Linked DNA regions of Drosophila melanogaster: region 1 is linked to region 2. Evidence: chromatin contacts called from public Hi-C data. All regions are on one chromosome and are shown on one strand. The core of a region is the stretch at or near the end of the contact, and the rest is flanking DNA. Distances in the headings are between cores, read along the strand shown.

Region 1 (3,317 bases), core at 544-3,043, 3.1 Mb after region 2:
GTTCCATCCGTTCCATACAACACAGGAAGAGACTTCTGTGAATGGATGGCTATGCTAGAGTAGAGTACCTACCATTCCAGCTCTTGTAGGCGCACCGCTCTCCATCGTAGTCGTTAACGCAGAGGCAGGAATGGAAGACTGTGTTGTTCACCATCGGATGCTGGAAGCAGTGGCCGCCGTTCAGGCAAAAGCTAGTATTGTAAGCTTCGCTGCAGGGCAGCATCTGAATCTCTGTCTCCTTGTCGTTCGGGCTGGGAGTCGTGGAGTCAGGCGTGCTGGACGAACTGGGGTCAGGTGGCGGTTCTCCGGTGTGGGTAACAGTTTCGGGTGTTGTCACTGTCTCGGAATCAGTGATTGGTGTGCTGCTTTCGCTGGCCAACCAGGTGTCGGTACTGGATCCGAGAATTATCCCATCCTGTTCCGGATCCGCAGCAATGGAGTCGTCTGCGTTTGGCAGTTGGCCGCCCGAGTCCGGATTGGGATCCGTATCGGGATGCAGCTGGTCTGCCTCCTCCTGGGCCGAGGCCTCCAGTTGCTTGCGCTGCAGCTCCAGGCGATTGAGCAACTCAACCGCGGTCTCCTGGATCTGCTGCTGCAGCTCGTGCGCATGCTCGTGCATGTGGCTGTGCTGATGCTGCACAATTTTCAGCGTATGCTCTCGGAGAAGTAAGATTCGGCTCGAACAACAATCTGCAGAATACAGAAGAAGGTGTGCGATTAAGAAAACAGGACATTTCCAGTGATCGCAAAGATACAGAATAGATAACGTTGTAAAGCTCAAGTTGAAGTACAAAAAGCTTTCAGTTTTTAGTGCGGCAACTTTTGAAATTATCATAAAAATGTCTCCCTATGGTATTATTATTACTAATTTTTTTAATTTTTAAGAATGCAAAGTTTGTTCATAAGGACAGTATTTAAATGAAACTCAAAAAAATCTTTAGAAATAATTCACAAATATGTATATTATCTGAAGTTTACTTCATTCATCATCCACGAACAGAAAGCTAATACAGGATTTTACACAGTTTTCAAGGAAGTTTTAGTTTTTTAGCATAACAAGTATATAATCAGCACTGCAAATATTTTATGATTTGTTGTAGCTGTTTTCCAGTTTTTTCGACGCTAGAAATAGCTTTTTTTGTGGGAGAGCCTGGCAATACTGGCCGTAATATTGGAATCTAAAAATCAGGTGGAGATTATGTACGTACCTGTGACGGCGACAATTGTTGAGAGCACGAAAATTACTTTGAAAATCCGAGTAAATGGGATTTGCATCATTGGAAAACGCTTGGGGTGGCGCTCCGAAAAATATTGATTGGGTGGACCGATTGTCCACCACTAGGAAAACTGAGTCAATGAAGGGGTCTAAACGATCGAGGGATCGAGCGGCGTGCTGGCCGCAAATGCAATTTGGCGTCGCAACAGAAGCTGAAACATACTACACACTTGCATCTCCTTGTGGATTTTACTGCAAAATAAAAATAGAACATTTTAGCGCCTCCACATTTTCTGTCGCACGAACGCACACACACGAAACAAAAAAAAAAGGAAAAGAAATAGCATTCAAAATTGGTGATCCAAAAGCTTTTCATAGATTATCTTAGACGTACTGGAGCTGCTATATGGCCTGTAGAAGGCTTCGACATTATAATTATTATAATGACTCGTGAATCATTTTATATATCAGGCAAGTAATTAATTAGTTAATCTAAAGAGCAGCAAGCGCGGGAAGCGGGCTCTTCTCTGCTCCACTTTGATTTTAGGTCTTGTTGCGCGCACGTCGGAAAAGAGACTGAGGAAAACAGAGCCAGAGAAACAGATGGACCTCATCCCTACATTGGCGGCATTGGCATGCGCCATGAATGAAATCGATCGGTGAGCGGGGAGAGCGAAGAGAGCGCCCCCAAAAGAGATGCGATTGCGACCGATAATAGTCGAAGAATCATATGGATATGCTAAGAGCTGCAAAAAAAAACCGCCCTTTAACAGTTATTCAATTTGTTAACGGCACTTTTCACTGCATACTTCTAGGGCACTATAAAGATATATTACTCTGTGAAGATAGCTGATAAGACTTAAAAATGTTTACATGTTTCGTACAAATATGCAATTGTAGCGATTATTATTTATATTGATAAAACAATTTAAAAGTCTTCAGCCAGATATTCAAAATTTAAAAATTAATGACCACTCATCTCATGATTTCGTCCAAAATATGATAATCGTTGATAATTAAAAACGCAGTATTCATTTCTTCGGACATTAATTTAGTTAATTTATTGCTTAGATTTATGCTTACCAACGAGTACAAGGCTCTAATTAGATATCAACTAATATCCCAGTAGAATTTGAACTATGACGCGGACTTGATAAAAAATAAATTCAAAACAATGGCAACTGCACATTAGATTTGTGGTTCTATCGGAGCAACTCCCAAGTGACTGTTTCCGAGGAAATCCAATTCGGAACACAGACTGATGACACGGCCTATGTCCTGAGGTTGGAGACACAACGGAGCATTGGCCGCCGCCGGTGGCAACTGTTCCAAAGTCTCCTGTTGCAGTTTCGCCGCCAAGGAGCGGCGCACCAATTTCTCAATAAAAGTGCGCAGCACTTGTCCGAGCATCGAGAGAGCCAGTGGCTGGGAGACGCCAGGCGGAGATTCCTCCGGTTCCAGTGTGATATTAATGTCCTTGCACATTTCCTGGACCAGCTGCAAGGTCGAATCCAAGTGCTTCGGCGGAGGTAGATAAAGTAGTTGGCGATGATTCACCATTTGGAAAGATACATCTGCTGAGTTTGTTAACCTGGACGCAAGCGGATGAGGTTTGTCCACACCCAACACATCGATGAACTCCTTATCCCGCATCTGTTGATCATGACCAAGCAGACGATCGGATTGCTTGGTTATCCAAGCTTCCAGCCGATTGCCTGAGCTGAGACTGCTATAGGCCGACAGTTGCGGTTGGGGCTCGCCCTTTAGTTGCGCCTGAACACGCCGAGCCAGTTGCTCCTCATCGCTCAGTTTTTGTTTTCTCTTTTCATGCACGACAGGTAAAACATCTTTGAGAGCTGGCGTATAACCATGAACCCTGGCGAACGCCACTATCTCCCGTAAACTCCAGTAGTGTTCCTTTCCACTAATGTCCAACTTATGCAGCTCGTGGTGCTGCATCAGACAGCGACGGAGCATACGTGCGCGCAGGTACTCAAAGCAACGTTGTTTTAGAGCAGTGTGATTGTGGAACTCTTCGAGGGTTATACAAGTGAATGGATACTCCTTTTGCTGATCAATCGACGCAAGCGGGAGGCGGCTC
Region 2 (3,321 bases), core at 275-2,774:
TTGCTCTGGACATGGACTTGAACGTGAACAGGGGCTTCTGGCAGAAGAAGAAGCTAGCCAGTTGGCAAGAAGAGGCGGCGGAAAGAAAATTAATTAAACAATCAATTGGCGTAACACTTTCTCTTCTTGGACAATAAAAATAAAAATAGTAAAAGATTTTCATGTGGCTCGTTCGTCCATTCGCCCGACTTTAATGAGCCGCCGCGGCGATTCGTGAGTGAACGTTCTAAACCGGTGTTCAAGATGGGCCAGTAGGAAGCTAGGGCTACACTGTTAAAAATGCAAGTAATATTTAAATGAAAAACCTAACTAAACGAGTGATGTATATTAATATGTATGTATTTCAAAGAATGTGTGCTATTACGAAACATAGATCAGCTTAGATTGTACTAGATGCATAGAAGACTGGTCTTCTGTGTAATTAAGAACAACACTGCAATATCATCTTAAGTCATTCTTAAGAACTATAGAATGTAAAGCTTAGATGCAAATCTGCATCTATGCACATATAGCAGTGCAATTTTTACGCCTGTACCGCTGAAGTTTTCACCCATCTGCCGCTGCAGAAATGTAGAACAGTGCGTTGTTTGTGAGGGGGGAGGCGTGGTGGTGCAGCATGTTCGAGACGAACCTGCATGAAAGCCGGCCACTAGGTGAGCGGAGCAGCTGAGTAAGCCTGAGTAAAACCGATCCGCTGCGCAGAGAGCCGCATGTTGTAACCGGTTTGCGGTGCTCTCAATTTTAAAATTCGGTTTGTGTGCTGCGACTGAAGTTCCAAGGGGGGCAGTCGGTGGGTGGTGGTAGCGACAGGGGAAGGTGGCGGTGGCGGTGGAGTGGAGTAAGCGATGACGCAGCTTCTTACGTTCTTTGGCCGATCTTGCCCCAGCCCCAAAACAAAGAGAGTAACAGCGCGAGAGCGACTAACAAATCCGTTATTTGACCCAATTCTAAACTGGAAACGGACGAAAAAACACACAGTGAAAAAATTCATATTTTGTATATTAGAAGCAAACTAGTAGTTATAATAATTAGAAAACAGTGGCAGTTATATTGAGTTATATACATGTTAACTGTGTTTGGGTTCTTAGAGTAATAGTTTAAAACCTGTTGCTAAAGGTTTTCAATTAAACTTTTTCCAGTGGCCCGCGAGTCCCAAAAAAGCAGTTGCAGTGAGAACAGTACATTTGTCTTGATATCGATGCGATTAAAGCAGTGTGAGTGGGTCTTGCGTGAAAGTTTCATAATTACACGACAGTCTTGGTTCCCTTCTTTTCCATTCGGTTGGTTAATCGCGCTGCTCCTGCCGCTGCCGGCGTCGCTGCCCGCTGTTGGCCCACTTCTGCGGAGAAAGTAAGAACTCCGCTTCGTGCTTTCTTCGTTATCGTTCCTCTTGTAATTGATTACATAAGACAATGGGGGCCAGAAAGAGAACGAATCTTTCGAATGCCGTTCGCTCGAGGCTCTCGACTTTTTTTTTTTTTTGGTAGTTCTCAATCTGCTGGCTGCGCGCTTCTAACGGTACTGTGGCCTAATATTGTAACACACTCGTTTGTGCCTCTAATAATGTCGTTTACCCAATTCCGAAAACTTGTTTAGTTAGCGTTCTTTGGAGAATTCTTCTGACCCCCACAACCGTTTCTTTCCCTTCTTGCGTTTATCTCTGTCCGCGTTTTATGCACCATTTTCACTGTCTTTTTTTCAGTTTCTTCGTAGCCTGGAAATTTTGGGTAGGTGGGCATTACATAATTGCTCGTCGCCAGTTTTTTTTTTTCGTAGCCCGCTGTTTTTGGGTTAACTTTTACGGTTCGTAATTTGGGATGAATGTCGTGTTATGTATTAAGACGGCATTGTTAAGCACAGTTCAGAATACTGTTAACATAGGCAATATGGGACTAATTATCACTTAAAATACTCGAACTGCAATATTCAGCGTAACCATCTCATTTCATACAACTTATTTCCACGATATACGTAAGCTTAACCAGTGATCAGCAAAGGTCGTTGAACCCCAAGTCTTTCGCCTCCGTTGAAGCTTGACTTTCTCGCCCACGATTAACTTTCTTGGCAGAGTTATATGTACATGTATATAGCGTATACCAGAAGATTCTCCGCATTTCTCCGCAATGCACTAATTGCTCCGAAAAAAAAGGTTAAGTTTCTATAACTCGCATCGACAGGTTGACAAAAGCTAAGCTTTTTCCCCAATTAGAAAGACTTTGACGGCGGCAACAACAAATGGCGTTATGTGAAATTCTAATAATTTCATTACGAAAAAAAGAAAGCTACACAATTGTTGCTGCCGCAGCTGCAGCGCTGCCAGCTTCGTGCATTGACTTTCCATTCTTGGGCTCGGAAATTTCGTATGTGTGTGCGCGTATTTGCTTTCATTATTCTAATTTCGTTAACCAAAAAAAAAGAAGAAAATCACAATAATAATACCTACAGCCAGAAATTGTTTATCAGCGACACTCTAAGTAAATGATGAAAACAAACTCATAAATGAAATCAAGTTGAATGCACGCACACAAACATATGTACATACATACACATAAGCACATACGCAGGCGTATAACAAAAATTATAAAATTTTATTTTATGACGAATTTCTTTCGGAAACTTAACAACATCGCAAAAGTTGCACGATGAAAAGAAAGCAGAAAGCGCCCGCAGACATTTCTACATGTGACGCGTGAGTTCTGCAAAATACAGCGCGAAAAAAGAGAGTCTTACCGTCTCTTTCTGTCGATCTACAGCCCTCTCTTTCTAACGCGCTGTTTCTTTCTTTCGGGGGCTCACTCTCTCGCACACACAAGCAGCTTTTTTTTTGGCTTTGCAATCGATCATTGAACTTTGGTTGTGAAAACTAGAGCAAGACCCAAATTTCTTCACAACTTTGTTGCCTCTGTGCAGCGCACGAATACACCAAAAGCGAATACAGTTGGGGTCAAAATAATAGTGCTATTTGGTTCGAAAGGGCTAACGGATCTGGGTTTAAGACCCACCACATTCATTCTTCATCATTTGTTAAATTAACTATAAAATGTAGGTACTTGTTTACTACCCAAACGTTTGAATAACAAAGCATACCTAATATTATTTTTAATATTTTAGAACTCTAGCAACACTTCTTCTATTATTATGACCCCAATTGTGCCGCACTTTTGTGCCTTATCAGCTTCTCTTTGGCTCCCACTCTGCGTTGGCTTTCTTTCTTTCTGGCTTGTTTGCTGGCTATTACCGCTTATGTTAAGTGATTTCTCAAGTGCGCTGTCTTGTGGCCAGCGATGAAAACACACAAAGCCCCATGGATTTCTCAGCCGT

What was found. Hi-C and Micro-C count contacts between places; a contact is called where the count stands out from the background.
Region 1: a contact with region 2 is called in a Hi-C map of the Kc167 cell line, with 2.1 times the contacts expected there.

What each region holds. Positions count from the first base shown.
Region 1 is chr2L:8,431,805-8,435,121 of dm6, forward strand. It overlaps grk (gurken), which reads right to left and starts at 1,794. Exons shown (of 4, transcript NM_057220.3): 1 at 1,611-1,794; 2 at 1,209-1,468; 3 at 73-690. The coding sequence starts at 1,278. It overlaps D12, which reads right to left. Exons shown (of 2, transcript NM_135384.3): 2 at 2,254-3,317. The coding sequence ends at 2,405.
Region 2 is chr2L:5,296,404-5,299,724 of dm6, forward strand. It overlaps lncRNA:CR45730 (long non-coding RNA:CR45730), which reads right to left and starts at 1,525. Exons shown (of 1, transcript NR_124084.1): 1 at 1,083-1,525. The region is part of intron 1 of vri (vrille); the gene reads left to right.